Linked DNA regions of Sus scrofa: region 2 is linked to region 1. Evidence: chromatin contacts called from public HiChIP or PLAC-seq data. All regions are on one chromosome and are shown on one strand. The core of a region is the stretch at or near the end of the contact, and the rest is flanking DNA. Distances in the headings are between cores, read along the strand shown.

What was found. HiChIP or PLAC-seq counts read pairs in DNA pulled down with a chosen protein or histone mark.
Region 2: a contact with region 1 is called in an H3K27ac HiChIP or PLAC-seq map of alveolar macrophages. The contact joins the promoter of ATAD2 here to the promoter of TMEM65 in region 1. A contact is called at or near these places in 2 of 47 Hi-C or Micro-C datasets (heart right ventricle and liver) and 2 of 2 datasets of contacts at active chromatin or transcription factors (alveolar macrophages and skeletal muscle).

What each region holds. Positions count from the first base shown.
Region 1 is chr4:15,260,823-15,267,658 of Sscrofa11.1, reverse strand. It overlaps TMEM65 (transmembrane protein 65), which reads right to left and starts at 4,259. Exons shown (of 8, transcript XM_021088951.1): 1 at 3,427-4,259. The coding sequence starts at 3,715. LOC102157933 (a long non-coding RNA gene) reads left to right here and starts at 4,349. Exons shown (of 7, transcript XR_002343112.1): 1 at 4,349-4,892.
Region 2 is chr4:16,009,603-16,016,438 of Sscrofa11.1, reverse strand. It overlaps ATAD2 (ATPase family AAA domain-containing protein 2), which reads right to left and starts at 4,161. Exons shown (of 28, transcript XM_001926030.7): 1 at 3,618-4,161. The coding sequence starts at 3,785.

The sequences.
Region 1 (6,836 bases), core at 3,010-5,509:
CTGAGTTAAAAAAAACCTGTGGATTCCAGCTTAGGTCTCTCTCTCCAGACTAGTTATGGAGGAAGCCAGTTGCCATATCTTGAAACACTTAGGCAGCCCTGGAAGAGGCCCACAGAGCAAGGAAGTGAGACTTCTAGCTCACAGCCATGTGAATTAGCCTTCTTAGAAGTGGTTCCTCCAGCCTCAATCAAGATGCAGATGATGCAGCCCTAGCTGAAGACTTGATTACAGCTTCAAGAGAGACCCTGAGCCAAAAAGCACCCTAAGCTGTTCCAGAACTTCTGATCCTCAGAAATCCTGAGACAATACATGTTTAAGTCACTATCTTTTACGATCATTTGTTATATGGCAATGTATAAACAATGAGCACCGCCTATCCTTCAATAACCAAACTGATGTATTTGGAAAAGTTTTGAAAATATTATAAATAGAAATAGTAATTGTAAAAATTGAAAAACAAATTTGTTTAAAAATCTCAGCTAAAATTCAAAGGCAACTGTAATATCAACTTGTCAGTCCTACTTATAAAAATAATGACCCAATAATGCATTAACAGAAGATTGGACTATTTTCTGGAAGAATTGAGGGCAGGCTGAACAGATATGTTGAACACAACATTGATTTTTTTTTTTAAACTGGGGAGGAAATCAGTTTGTAATATAAAAATCACTATATCTTACTTAACTATAACAAGACTTCCCACCAAGTCTGCTTTATCTATTTACAAACTGGTTCTATTTGGGATGGAAATGCTATAAAAGTGGGTTGTGATGATTGTTGTACAACTATAAATGTAATAAAATTCACTAAAAAATTTTTAAAAACTGATTCTAAAGCTTTATTTGGTCACAGATTATATCAAATGCCTACTGATAAACACAGAGGAAAGATAAGGGCAAATGCACCAAATTTTAGCAGTAGAGATTTTTTTTCCTGTAATGAATGTTTCCATACCAAATCCAAAACACTTCATTAGATGATACAAGCACACATCCCAAGAACACAAACTTCCTATTATGAGAAACAGCTCTTTTAACAGAATTTATTTCATTAGAAAGTGCACTTAGTACATACACATTTAGCACATGGGTTGAGTTTTTATAAACATTCAAGGGGAGGGGAGGGTAAAAAAAATAAAATAAAAACATTCAAAAGGAACAATAAAAGAAAAACATGGGAGTTTTTCATTTGTCTGGGGAGAAAAACTGATTTCAGCAATAGAATGAGCGGTATGCATTCTCAACATAATAAAGCCCCTTCACCTTAAATGGTTAATGAATAGGGTAATTTAGTAGATAACTGATGATCCCAGTTATCTCCAAAGAAACTATACATATTGATATTGAAAACACTAAGACTATACCAAATATTAAAGCATCATCATCAATAAGTGTCATTTGAGTCAAAGGGCAATAATTTAGTCATCAACACTGCCAAAATCAGTTGATTAAAACTGTGAAGTTCTTTAGTTTATACAGAATAAGCATCTGACTACCACATTGTTTCCTATATCCTTTCCATTTATCTTGAAAAAAAGACAAATTGGCAATTTCTCTCTCATATAACTCACATATTACTGAGTGTAAGAGATGCTAACTGATCTCCATTGACTGAAGTTAACAGCTACTTTACAGAATATTTAAAACCATGTTAAATTTTAAAGTACTGTCTCCATTGGGAAATGCAGCATCCTCATCAAAACGTGCTAAAACCGTAAAAGGCATGAGGTAAATGTACCCATTTGTATCACAAGACATGCTTTTCAAGAACTGTCATAAAATCATATTAATAAGGCCCTCCAATCGTGTAACAATGTTAATGCATAATTTCTAAGAAACTACTCAATGAAGACCAAATGTGTTCAAGTCGTCTTGCCCATGAACAAAGAGTCCTAAAACTGATGCTCCAGTTTTAGGACTGTCTTTATAGTTTTCCAAGAAGCACATTTTCAGAATTGAGTATTTTAAAACCAAACTGATGCACACATAGCTTACAAATATGCGAGTATTTGATTATGACTTCATATAATATCATGATTATACATTTAGTAACCTATTGATTGCGATGTTGCATTTTTCCTGTAAAAGCATTGTCAGTAGACAATGTCTGGAATCATCCAATACTATAAATTGGGCCACAATTCCCTGAGCAAAGAAAAAAAAAAAAAAAAGCAGTTAAAAGGCACAACTAAAAAAGTTTCTGAAGAAGGATTACAGAAAAGGCATAATTGTTTCCTCCACTCAGGTACATACATAGACCATAGTACTTTCAACTGCCCCTGGCAAATCAAACGCCTTGTTCCAAATAAATGTATTCTTAAGGAATCTATGGAATGTTTATGTACCAACTAACCTTGAGAAGAGGAATACTTAAAAACAAAATAAACAAAAAAAACACTTTCAAACACACCAGAATGTAATATAAAATAATAATGTATTCGGTCTGTGTCACCGCATTTAAATGGCAAAAGTATTTTAAGACTGTTTATTTGCTCCCTTCATCCTTTTGATTTTCTGACTTTTTCAGCTTTTTCACTTGGACTCAAACTCTGACCTACCAGCATTGTGCACTGGTTTTAAAAATATCCTCTTTTAACATGTTAGCTTAAAAATAGCTTTGCTTTCACCATTCCGAATTATTTTTGCGCATAAATCCAAAATACTTTTGCTTTTTACTGTAGAGCCACAGATTTCCAGAAAAAATACCTCCTTATCTACTGCATTCTTCCCTCCTCTAGGGAAACCACAAAAACTGGGGTTTAACTTGGCAACACCCAACCTATGATGGGCTTGCAAGTATGTATCTGCAGATACTGGTTTGACCCATTCTTTCCATTCCCCAGGAAAATGTTTCCTTCGGCTGCTTAAAAGAATACAACTACAGATTTGTGCAAAGAAGCAGCTGAGAGCAACTCCGCCTTACGAAGCAACAGCCCTTCTTTTGGACACCCATACACCTTGTTTTAGGATCATTCAACAAAGTTTCTTCCTGCGTCTAGGCTTTGCAGCGCTTTTGAAGGAGGCACTGCAGGCCACTCGCGTGGCTGCACGTTCACCGGAACGCAGCAAGGGCTTGGGGGCAGGAGGGCTGCGGGGGGGAGCGGGGCTGGGGGGAGGACACAGCCAATCTAAACAAAATCAATTCAGCATCCGTCGGCAATTGGGGCTGAAGCGCCGATTTTGAGGCTGGGGAGGAACCAGCCAAGCGCTGGCCCTGGCACGATCCGCCCCGTCCTACCTGCCCCGGGGACACTTAGGAGGCGGAAAGTTCCCCCCGTCGGACGTCCCAGGCGCCGGGCCAGGCGGGCGAGGGGGGCGGCGGCGAGGAGCCCGGGCCGAGCGGTGGGCAGCCTCCCGGGGCGCCGGTGGGGGAGGGGAGGGCGCCCGGCCCCCGCCCCCCGGCTCGCCCCCCTCGCGCCTCCCTTACCTTGGGCGATGGCAATGGACTCGAAGCGGTGCAGCTCCTTGAGCAGGCAGGTCCTCTCGCTGGAGTGCAGGCTGTAGATGAAGTCGCGCGCGCCCTGCGCCGTGTTCAGCGCCTCCATGGGTTCCTTCTTCGGGTGGGTACCCAGCGCCCGGGGGCCGCCCGGGGCCGCGAGCGCCAGCAGCCCCCGCCCGCAGCCGCACCAGGACGGCGGGCGGGGCGCGGCGGCGGCCGGGCCCGGCCTCAGGCTGCGCGCGGTCCGGCTCCTCAGCAGCGGCAGCAGCCGGGACATGGCGGGCTGAGGAGCGAGGACCCCCGCGGCAGCCCGGGAGGGAGATTTCTGGCGCCGCTGCGCGAAGAAGGAGCTGGGCTCAGCTCGACCCCGCCCCGATGTCCTCCTGACAGGCAGCCGAGACGCCGGGCACCATGCACTCCCCGGGCCCACGCGGCTGTCGCCTCCTCTTCCGTCCTCCTTCCCTTCCCAAAGGCCAGTGGCGCCTCCAGTCCCTTCCGACGACAAAAACTTTCTCTGAGGCAGCCGGGCCGGGAGAGCGCTCCCGGAGAAGGCGGGCGGGCTGTGCGGGCGGGCGCCTCCCAGCTGAGGAGAAGCGGCGCGGGCGGGCGGGCGGGTCCGGCAAGGGTTAGTGTCTGTCAGTCTGATCTTCCAGAGGGATGAGTCAGCCACGCGCCGCCCTTCTCCAGCACCGCCCTCCTCTGTCTCTGGTTTTCCCACCCTCTCACTTGCCCTAGTCCCCACTCCATACGACTCCCGCGCCCTCACAGCAACCACGCTCTCAGGCCTCAGACGCCATCACTACCCCTAGCGGCGATACAGTGGGTAACAGGGCGGGGCGAAGGAAAGGGGCGGGGCGCGGCGGGGCCGCGCAGGCGCAGTATGCAGATTCGCAGGCCGCGGTTTCCCCCCCCCCGCCCCGGGAAAGGAGTGTGCACGCGCTTCGGGTGCGTGAAGGTGGAGGGTGAGAAGGCTAGCACTCCTTGCGCTGGCCTCCGTCACGTTTCTATCGGCTGTGGGGAATTGGGAAGAAGAGCTTTGAGCCACTCGCTCTGCCAGGTAATGTGGCTACGACACGGCCCGCTGTAGCGCCGGGCCTGAGTCTTAAATCTGAGGTTAATTCTGAACGATGCTCCGGCTTGCGGCCCCCTTCGCCTGGCCCCGGCCGAACCACAGAGCCCTATTCAGGCTTTGAGGGACTGAAGAGCTCAAGCGGCGCCCTTTGCCAAGTCCATGCATACCACCGCTTCCGCCAGACACTCGGGTCTCTGAGGCACCTACTCTGAGAGCTCCAAAGAGAGGGTGAGGCCAGTTCTCCCCTTTCCCAAGAAGAGTCTGAGACTGAAACCTTGATGCTGAGAACACCTTTCCCCTTTCTGATGCAAGCAGCTTGCAGATTGTTAATGCCGGAGCCTGAGGCAAGAATGTCACAGACCTTTCCCAGGTGTTTGTTAAGGTTTGTTTGGCTGTTTCTTTCTCTCAGCTGAGGCAGAAAATATTTTGCGAGCCTCCCCCATTCCCACATGTCCTAGGCATCTTGCAAGGCCCCATACGTTCATAGGGTCTCCTGTTCTGAGCTTTCATTTATCTCTGCCTGAGGGAGGAGATCTCAGCTTTATCTGAACCTGTCTCATGACACTTAGGCTTCCTGTCTTCTTAGAGAATAGATCCACTTAGAGAATAAATCTGCTCAAGTGTAATCAAGATCTAAATCCTATCCTTATCACATGCACTGTTACACCCAGCCCAAGAGCAGTGTATGCAGTAGACATGCTATCATAGTGTAAATGCGATGTATAAATGCGAATCAGAGGAGGAACATTATCGCTAAATCCTCCTGCCTTCAAAATGGTTCTCAAAGTGTGGCCTTTGGGCAGCAGTTTGTTAGTTATGCAAATTCAAATTCCGGTACTCCACCAAAGACCTTCGGACTCTGAAAGTGGGGGGTGGGCCCAGTCATCTGCATTTTAACAAGCCCTCCAGTTAACACTGAAGCACACAAAAGTTTGAGAACCACTTCACTAACTTAAACATGGAAAGCATTGTTTACATTTTTTAATTTGATAGCAGTGCAGTAGTGTAATAGTGACAATTTAAAATGTTCTCTGGGAGTGCCCGTCGTCATGGCTCAGCGGAAATGAGTCTGACTAGTATCCATGAGGACACAGGTTCGATCCCTGACCTTGCTCTGTGGGTTAAGGATCCGGCGTTGCCGTAAGCTGTGGTATAGGTCACAGATGCAGCTCCGATCTGGTGTTGCTGTGGTGTAGGCCATAGGCCAGCGGCTACAGCTCCTATTCAACCCCTCGCCTGGGAACTTCCATATGCTATGGGTGTGGCCCTAAAAAAATTTTTTTAATTAAAAAAATAAAAATAAAAATGTTCTCTGAAGTTCCCTTGTGGGGAAACAGGTGAAGGATCTGGCATTGCTGCCGTGTGGCTCAGGTGCAACTGTGGTGTGGGTTGGATCCCTGGCCCAGGGAACTTCCACGTGTGCAGTTTCAGTTTGGGGGGAACAGGGATGTTGTCTGTGGAAAATGCAAGGTGTTTATGTAGAGACTTTATCTTTGAAACACCCTACAACCTCCAGTGTGTGTTAGAATCTTAGGCAGAGCTATTCAAGTCTTAAATTCTTGGGATTTCTACCGCCCTCCCCCAACATCCCTTACTCCCAAGAGATTCTGACTCATTGGGCTTGAAGTGGGGCCTGGGAAGAGAAGTTTGAAAGAAGCTCTTCAGTAAGAATTCCCAACAGTCACCAGGACACCAGTTTTTGTGTATGGGCTCTAGGAACAGATTGCCAAAATTTGATAACTGTATCAAACACTTCCTAGCTATGTGTGTTAGGTTGTTGAGTAGTCATTCCAGTGAATCATGCCTTATGGTATCCACTCCCTTGTGTAGACTTGTCCCAAATGACTGTGCGCTTGGCCACGCGAGTTGCTTTAAACAATAAGTGGGACATCAAAACCCTGCTATGGTAAGTGCTTGTTCCTTGGGGCTTGCTCTAATGTGTTTGCTGTATGCTTTATGAATATTCATTTCTGCTATGGAAAATAAGAAAAACCAAAATGTAGATGCAATTTGCTTATGAGACATTACACAGAGTAAATGGACATGCATTGAACATAGATTAAAAAAAAATCAGGAGTTCCCGTCGTGGCTCAGTGGTTAACGAATCCGACTAGGAACCATGAGGTTTCGGGTTCGATCCCTGGCCTTGCTCAGTGGATTAAGGATCCGGCGTTGCTGTGAGCTGTGGTGTAGGTTGCAGACGCAGCTCGGATCCTGCATTGCTGTGGCTCTGGCGTAGGCCGGTGGCTACAGCTCCAACTCAACCCCTAGCCTGGGAACCTCAATGTGCTGTGGGAGCAGCCCAAGAAATGGCGAAAAGACAAAA
Region 2 (6,836 bases), core at 2,912-5,411, 750 kb before region 1:
GAATTAATCTGAATAAATCCAACCATTTAAAAAGAACCGAGGAGGGAGTTCCCGTCATGGCTCAATGTTTAACTAATCCGACTAGGAACCATGAGGTTGTGGATTCAATCCCTGGCCTTGCTCAGTAGGTTAAGGATTCGGTGTTGCTGTGAGCTGTGGTGTAGGTTGCAGACACGGCTCGGATCTGGCGTTGCTGTGGCTGTGGTATAGGCCAGCAGCTACAGCTCCGATTAGACCCCTGGCCTGGGAACCTCCATATGCCGAGGGAGCAGCCCCAGAAATGGCAAAAAGAAAAAAAAAGAAAAAAGAAAAGAAAATAAAAGGAACCGAGGAGGTTCCCTGGTGGCCCAAGTTTAAGGACTTGGCATTGTCATTATTGTGGCTTGGGAACTTTCACAAGCAGTGCACATGGCCATAAATAAATATAAAAAGAATCTACCATAAGAAACACTCTGTCAATAAATGAGTGAATTAAAAAAAAATGTGTGAATGAGGAGACTGAGAAATACCCAAATACAATGAGGGTGGATAAAAGAGTTACATTTCTGAAACACATGACTAATGTCAAAAGCAAGCTATAGTCAAGTCAAATGTATAGAATGTAAAGTCCCCAAATGAGAAAATATTCCAATCACAAAGTATGTTTCATTTGGGTATTAATGGACTTTGTTAGTATGAATACATAACCCCCCAAGATCCAATCCATGCTGCCTAAATAACCTTCTGATTATAATTAGTTCTACAGAGGATTTATGGCTCAAAAAGGCATAACTTCTACTGGAAATCCTAGCCAGGAAGAAAAATCTTTCCTACCCTACAACAATCGCTAATTGCTCAACCACCACACACACATATATGGCAAGACAATCAACAAAATTATTTATTATGTACCTACTACACTCTAGGTGCTAATAAATACACAGCTAAATAAAAGGTCAAAATCCAAATCCCTATGGAGTTACATTCTGATTGGCCAAGATAAAAATATTTTTAAAACAGCAAACTTTAGAATACTTAGAAGGTCATAAGTGCTGGGAACATAAAACAAAGAGGGCTGTCAACGAGTGGTTTGTAATTTTAAATAGGGTGTCAGGGTAAGTCACTGTAAAGGTAAAGTAATGGCTCATGGATATCCAGGGAATCCCAATACCCCAACATAAAGAAGAGCAAGGGCAAAGACCTTGGGATTCAGGAGCAGCTAGGCCATAAGGGCTAGAATAGACTAGGTTTTGCAAAACAGAGAACGGAAGACAACGTCATCATAAATGGAAGGGGACAAGAAGGTAGAGGGTTGCTCTTCAACTTTCAAACTTTTAGGGAATTTTGAGCAGAGAAGCAATCAATTATTTGACTTTTTAATTCATTTTTTATTAAAATTACTTCAAATACTTGTTTTATTTATTATTTTTGCTTTTTACGGCCGCAGGTGGAGCATAGAGATCCCAGGCTAAGGGTCAAATCGGGGCTACAGCTGCCAGTCTACACCACAGCCACAGCAATGCCAGGTCCAAGTGCATCTTCGACCTACACTGTAGCACATGGCAACGCCAGATCCTTAACCCACGGAGGGGGCCCAGGGATCAAACCTACATCCTCGTGGACACTAATCCGGCTAGTTCCCAATGAGCCACAAGGGGAACTCCTGTTTTAACTTTTAAGAAGATCACTCTGTAACCTACACAGAGAACTGATTTTTGGGGGAGGAGGGCATTACAAAAATAAGGGTAGAAAATAGGGAGGCCAGTCAAGAATCTATTTTAATGATCCAGACAAGAGATAATGGCTTGAACCAGCAAGGCCAACAATGGAAAAGCTGAGAAGTGGTCAGATTCTGAATATATTCTGAAAGACAACAGAATTTGCTACTATGAACCAAGAGAGGAGTTGAAGATGACTTAAGATTTTTAGCCTGAAGAACTGAAAAGATGGAGTGGCCATTAAAACTGACTGGTCTAAACAGCTGACAACGACTGAGTACTATTAGCTAAGTGTTCAGCTAATTTCCTTACATGCATGACAACATTTAATTCTCACTACCCATGTGGTTAAGTATCCCCTACTTTTATGAAGTATAGAAACCCCCTGATTACCAGTAGGTTAAGATTCAGAACTAATAGTGGTTTTAAGCACCTATGTTACTTAACCAGTATTCAGTACATCATTACAGTCACAGAATCCAGCACTGTCCTGAGGATAACAAGCACTCAATATTTACCGAAATACTCAGCTCTTTCGAACACAGGTTAATAAGTCAAGTGACCGAGTTCACTGAACAAGTGTCTGCCTCTCAGATCTCTAACAACTTGTGCCTGTGATTGAGAAACACATCCTAAGAGTCAGGAAATTATTTGTTTTTTCAATTCGGATCACAATTTCAGAAACTGAATGAACTCTTTCATTCCCTCAGTAGAGGAACAACTAGCATGTGGGGGGGGGGCTCTAAAAAAAGATACTGACAACTGATTTCATACAGCGATCACTCTCTTACCTATGTTTTGTCACTCTCTCCCACCACACAAACCTCCCCTTGGCCTCTTATTCTGGCTTCCCAGTTCTAACTCTCTCTCTGGTCCTATTTTTCCCAACCCCATGCCCACTTCCCTATAACAGAACTAGACTACTTCCTGCTGCCTTAACTTTGCTAGTCTTGCTTCCTCAATTTCTCTAACCTTTTGTTAACGCTGTCCCCTCCACCCGCGGAAGGGGAGGTGGAGGGACTCTCTCCCTCAGCCTTAAATCTACCAAACATTCCACCTGTACCTCAGACCCAGAAGAAGCACTTCTTTCAAGGAGACCTACTGCTCCACCTCCTTGGAATCCTTACAGACCTTGCTTATGACTGGAGTATGAAATAACAGAAAGAGAAAGGTTGTGTAGGCAGAAAATCCAAGTTCCAGTTTTAGATCTATCACTTACTGGGTACCTCGAGGCTGTTTTTTTCATCTGTGAGATTCATATCACAACTCTCCATTCTCATGGAGCTGCTAGGAGGCTTAAGTGAAGATGTACCTGAAATGTCGCTCTCCATCCCTGCACATTACGCAACCTGGTATTATTCATTGCGTTCTGATTACCGAACCTCTCTTAGATCGTAAATGAAAGTCAGGGAACCTGAGTCACACTCTTTCTATCTGCCGCGGCCTCTAAAACATGTCACGCATACAGTAAGCGCTCAGTACAGGCGTGTGGCTCGCGATTCCTGCGAACCTAAAGCCGGAGCCTGGGAGATTGGTTAGGGAGGTGTGTGAGCTGGGGCGGGGCAGCCCCCAACTCAAGGGTTGGCCTCCAAGTGCACTTGGCCTCCGGGGAGCTCGGGTTTCCTCTGGCGTAAAAGTAGGTAGTAACCAACGGCTTAGCCCTCCTGCAATCTGCCCCATCTCTTCGCCCACCCCACACCTCCTCGGGCTCCGATCTTGAAAAGCCTTCCATTTTACTTGTCCTCGACAACACTCCTCCCAACACGCCTCTTCTCTCCCCGCGCCAACTGTCACCAGGACCGCCCACCCCACCCCCAGGCTCCACCGGGCACCAGGCAGACAGTCCCCCAGGCCCGACGGGGCACCAGACAGACAGTCCCCCAGGCCCGACCGAGGGGCCTGCCCCAGGCTGGTACTCACGCCCGCGGCGGCCGCGGTGACCGCGGACTGCTCAGCGGCGCCGGCCGAGCGGAGCCGCCTCCGGCCGATCTGCTCCAGACTGAGGAACTCGTTGGACAGGTCCAAGGAGTCCGTGGCCGAGGCGGCGGGGTGGCTGTGCAGCTCCAGGCTGCTGCGGAGGACCACCATCTTCTCTCCCTCTTCCGCAGAGCGTCCGCGGCGGGAGACGGACCCGATACTGGGAAACAGCCGCTCAGGCGCTTCCGCGCTCCGAATTCTGGCGCCACAAGCTGCGCGCGGGTGGCCGCAGCGCGCGCACTCGGAATCCTTCCGCCTCCTGTTCCGCCCACGCGGCCACTCTACGTCGGCGGGCTCGAAACTTTCCCCACATCTATAGAGCGAAGGACTTTGGGCCGAATTTGAAGAGAGCCCGCACGGATAGTGTGGACGACCTGAGCGGACAGTGAGCAGAAACCGCTGACTTCTTTTTCTTAGATAGTTCCGGCTCGCTGAGCTCGGCGGAGGGAGACGGCGGGTAGTGGCGCGATATCGGGTTTGGAATTTTGGCGCGTGGACGCCGGGGGGGAAGGGAGGCTCCCCGCCCGCTCTGATTGGCTGGCGGGGCCTGGCGGCCCCTCCCCGCCCCTCCTGACACCTGCCCTCCGCTTCCCGCCACGCTGGATTCAAATGCAAAATGCTGGGTCCTTGACTGAAGGGGTGGGGGAAGCGCTTGGCTTTTGACAGTTTTTGTCTCTGAGTCTTTAGAGCTTTTCACTGTTAGCTTAATCCAAACAAGTTAACAGAAAGGGATCTAAAGGCCAGTTGGCAGAGTATTATAGTTAGAGACGTAGGTTCTGTACTCAGCGCCGCCCAAGCTAGGAATTGAGCAAGTAATTCCCTTTGCCGGGTCTTTATTTCCTAATCCGTATAAACTGAGTCTATTTATAATATCTAAATTTTAAGATATTATTATACCTTAGGACCCTGTCTACACATCTAAATGTTTTATACCATTACAGAATTACAGAAAATGGCTTCTCTGGAATTAAAGCAGTTACGTGATGACTGAGAATAGATAACATGCTGAATGATCGGAATGTGAGAGGAGTCTTCCTAGTGAAACAAATAAAAGCTACTTATTGATTTGGAAATCATTTCCTTAATTCGACATTTATTAAATATTTATTGAGCATCTATTATGAGCCGGGCAGTATTCTAAGCACCAGGGATGCCACTGTGAACAATAAGAGCAAAAATGCCCTCATGGAACTTAAATTCTGGTAAAAGGGGAAGGGCAATAAACTAAGTAAATGATATGTTCGTTAAAAGAGGAAGTGCTGCAGAAATATAGAGAAAGTGAAGGGAAGCGTGCACTTCTAAACAGGGCGATCTAGGAAAGACCTCACGTAATGTAAGCAAAGACTTAAAGGAGGTTAGTTATACCTGGGAGAAGAGAAGTGCAACCAGAGGCCAGGGGAGGACAGTGGACCAATAAAATCAAAGAGGAAAAAGCTGCTGGGAGCAGATCCTGCAAGGCCTCAGCTTTAAGGTTTTTTTTGCTTTGTATAATAAGTGAGATGAAAAGACATCACAGGGTTTTGAACAAAGGAGAGACTTATTCTGACTTTTTGAAAGAATCCCTCTGGCTGCTGCATGGAGAATGCAATAAGGGGACATACTTATGCTAAAAAAATTGTTGTTCATCTGAAATTCAATTTTTAACGGGGTGTCATTTTATTTGCTAAATATGGCAACTCTACTTCGGAGGCCACTACAGTTATTCAGGCAAGAGATAATGGTGATGCAGATCAGTGGAAGTAATGAGAAATGGTTAAATTCTGGGTTTATTTGGAAGAAAGAGTCAATCGAATTTGCCAATTAATTGGATTTAGGCATGAGAGAGAGGAGCCAAAGGATGACTCCAGTACTTGGTTTTTGGTTTGCTTGCTTGAGCTGATGGCAAGATGAAGCTGCACCTAACTTAGAGAGAGAAGGCTATGGTAAAGCAAGTCTGGAGGGAATATCAGGAAATCCCTTCCATGCGCTTTTGAGATACAGAAGTTATTATATATTAAAGCACTTAAAATTCAGTCTTTTAAAAGCTTTTTAAAAAATGTATGCACCATGATATTTACCACAGCATTATTTATAATGTCAAAAAGCTGAAAACAGCTTGAATGTCTCTCATTGGGAACTTAAAAAGAATGCTATACGATCATTAAAAATTATAATGCTGGAGTTCACGCTGCGGCATGACAGGATTGGCTGTGTCTCTGAAATGCCAAGGATTCAGGTTCAATCCCCCACCACAGCTATGGCATAGGTTGCTCCAGCTGGGATCTGATCCCTGGCTTGGGAAACATATGCCAAGGGGCAGCCAAAAAAAAAAAATGATGCAACTGTGTTTAATTATACAGAAAGTTGTACACGATGCATTGTAACGTGTTAAGAAAATACAAAGAACTAGGTATTCACACAGTCCCATCTTTTTTTTTTTTTTTTTTTGTCTTTTTGCCATTTCTTGGGCTGCTCCCGCAGCATATGGAGGTTCCCAGGCTAGGGGTCTAATCGGAGCTGTAGCCACCGGCCTACACCAGAGCCACAGCAACGTGGGATCCGAGCCTCATCTGCAACCTACACTACAGCTCACAGCAACGCCGGATCCTTAACCCACTGAGCAAGGCCAGGGATTGAACCCGCAGCCTCATGGTTCCTAGTCGGATTCGTTAACCACTGAGCCACGACGGAAACTCCACAGTCCCATCTTTGTTTAAAAAATATTTATGTATATGCTTGCATTGGAAAAAGCCCACAAGAAACTATAACAAAATGTTAATGGTTAATTTCTGGAGGTAATATTATAGTCGTTGTAATTTCTTTGTACTTTTCTCAATTTTTCTGATTTTTTGCAATAATATGTATTACTTTTATAATAGAAAAAACGTTTTAAGACAATTGTTTACCCAATATACATGAAAGCAGAAAGAACAATATTTAAAGTAGCATTGTCTACCCCATGATATGTTCACTTTTCTTTATGCGTATTATATCTTGATAAACATTTATGAAAAGAATTTCTACCCAAAAGGCGTATGCATTTGTGATTTTGTTAGATATTACCAAACTGAAGGAGTTCCCATTGTGACTCAGCAGAAAATATTCTTGAGGATGTGTGTTTCATCACTATCCCGGATCAGTGGGTTAAGGATCCAGCATTGCCGTAGCTGTGGTGTAGGCTGC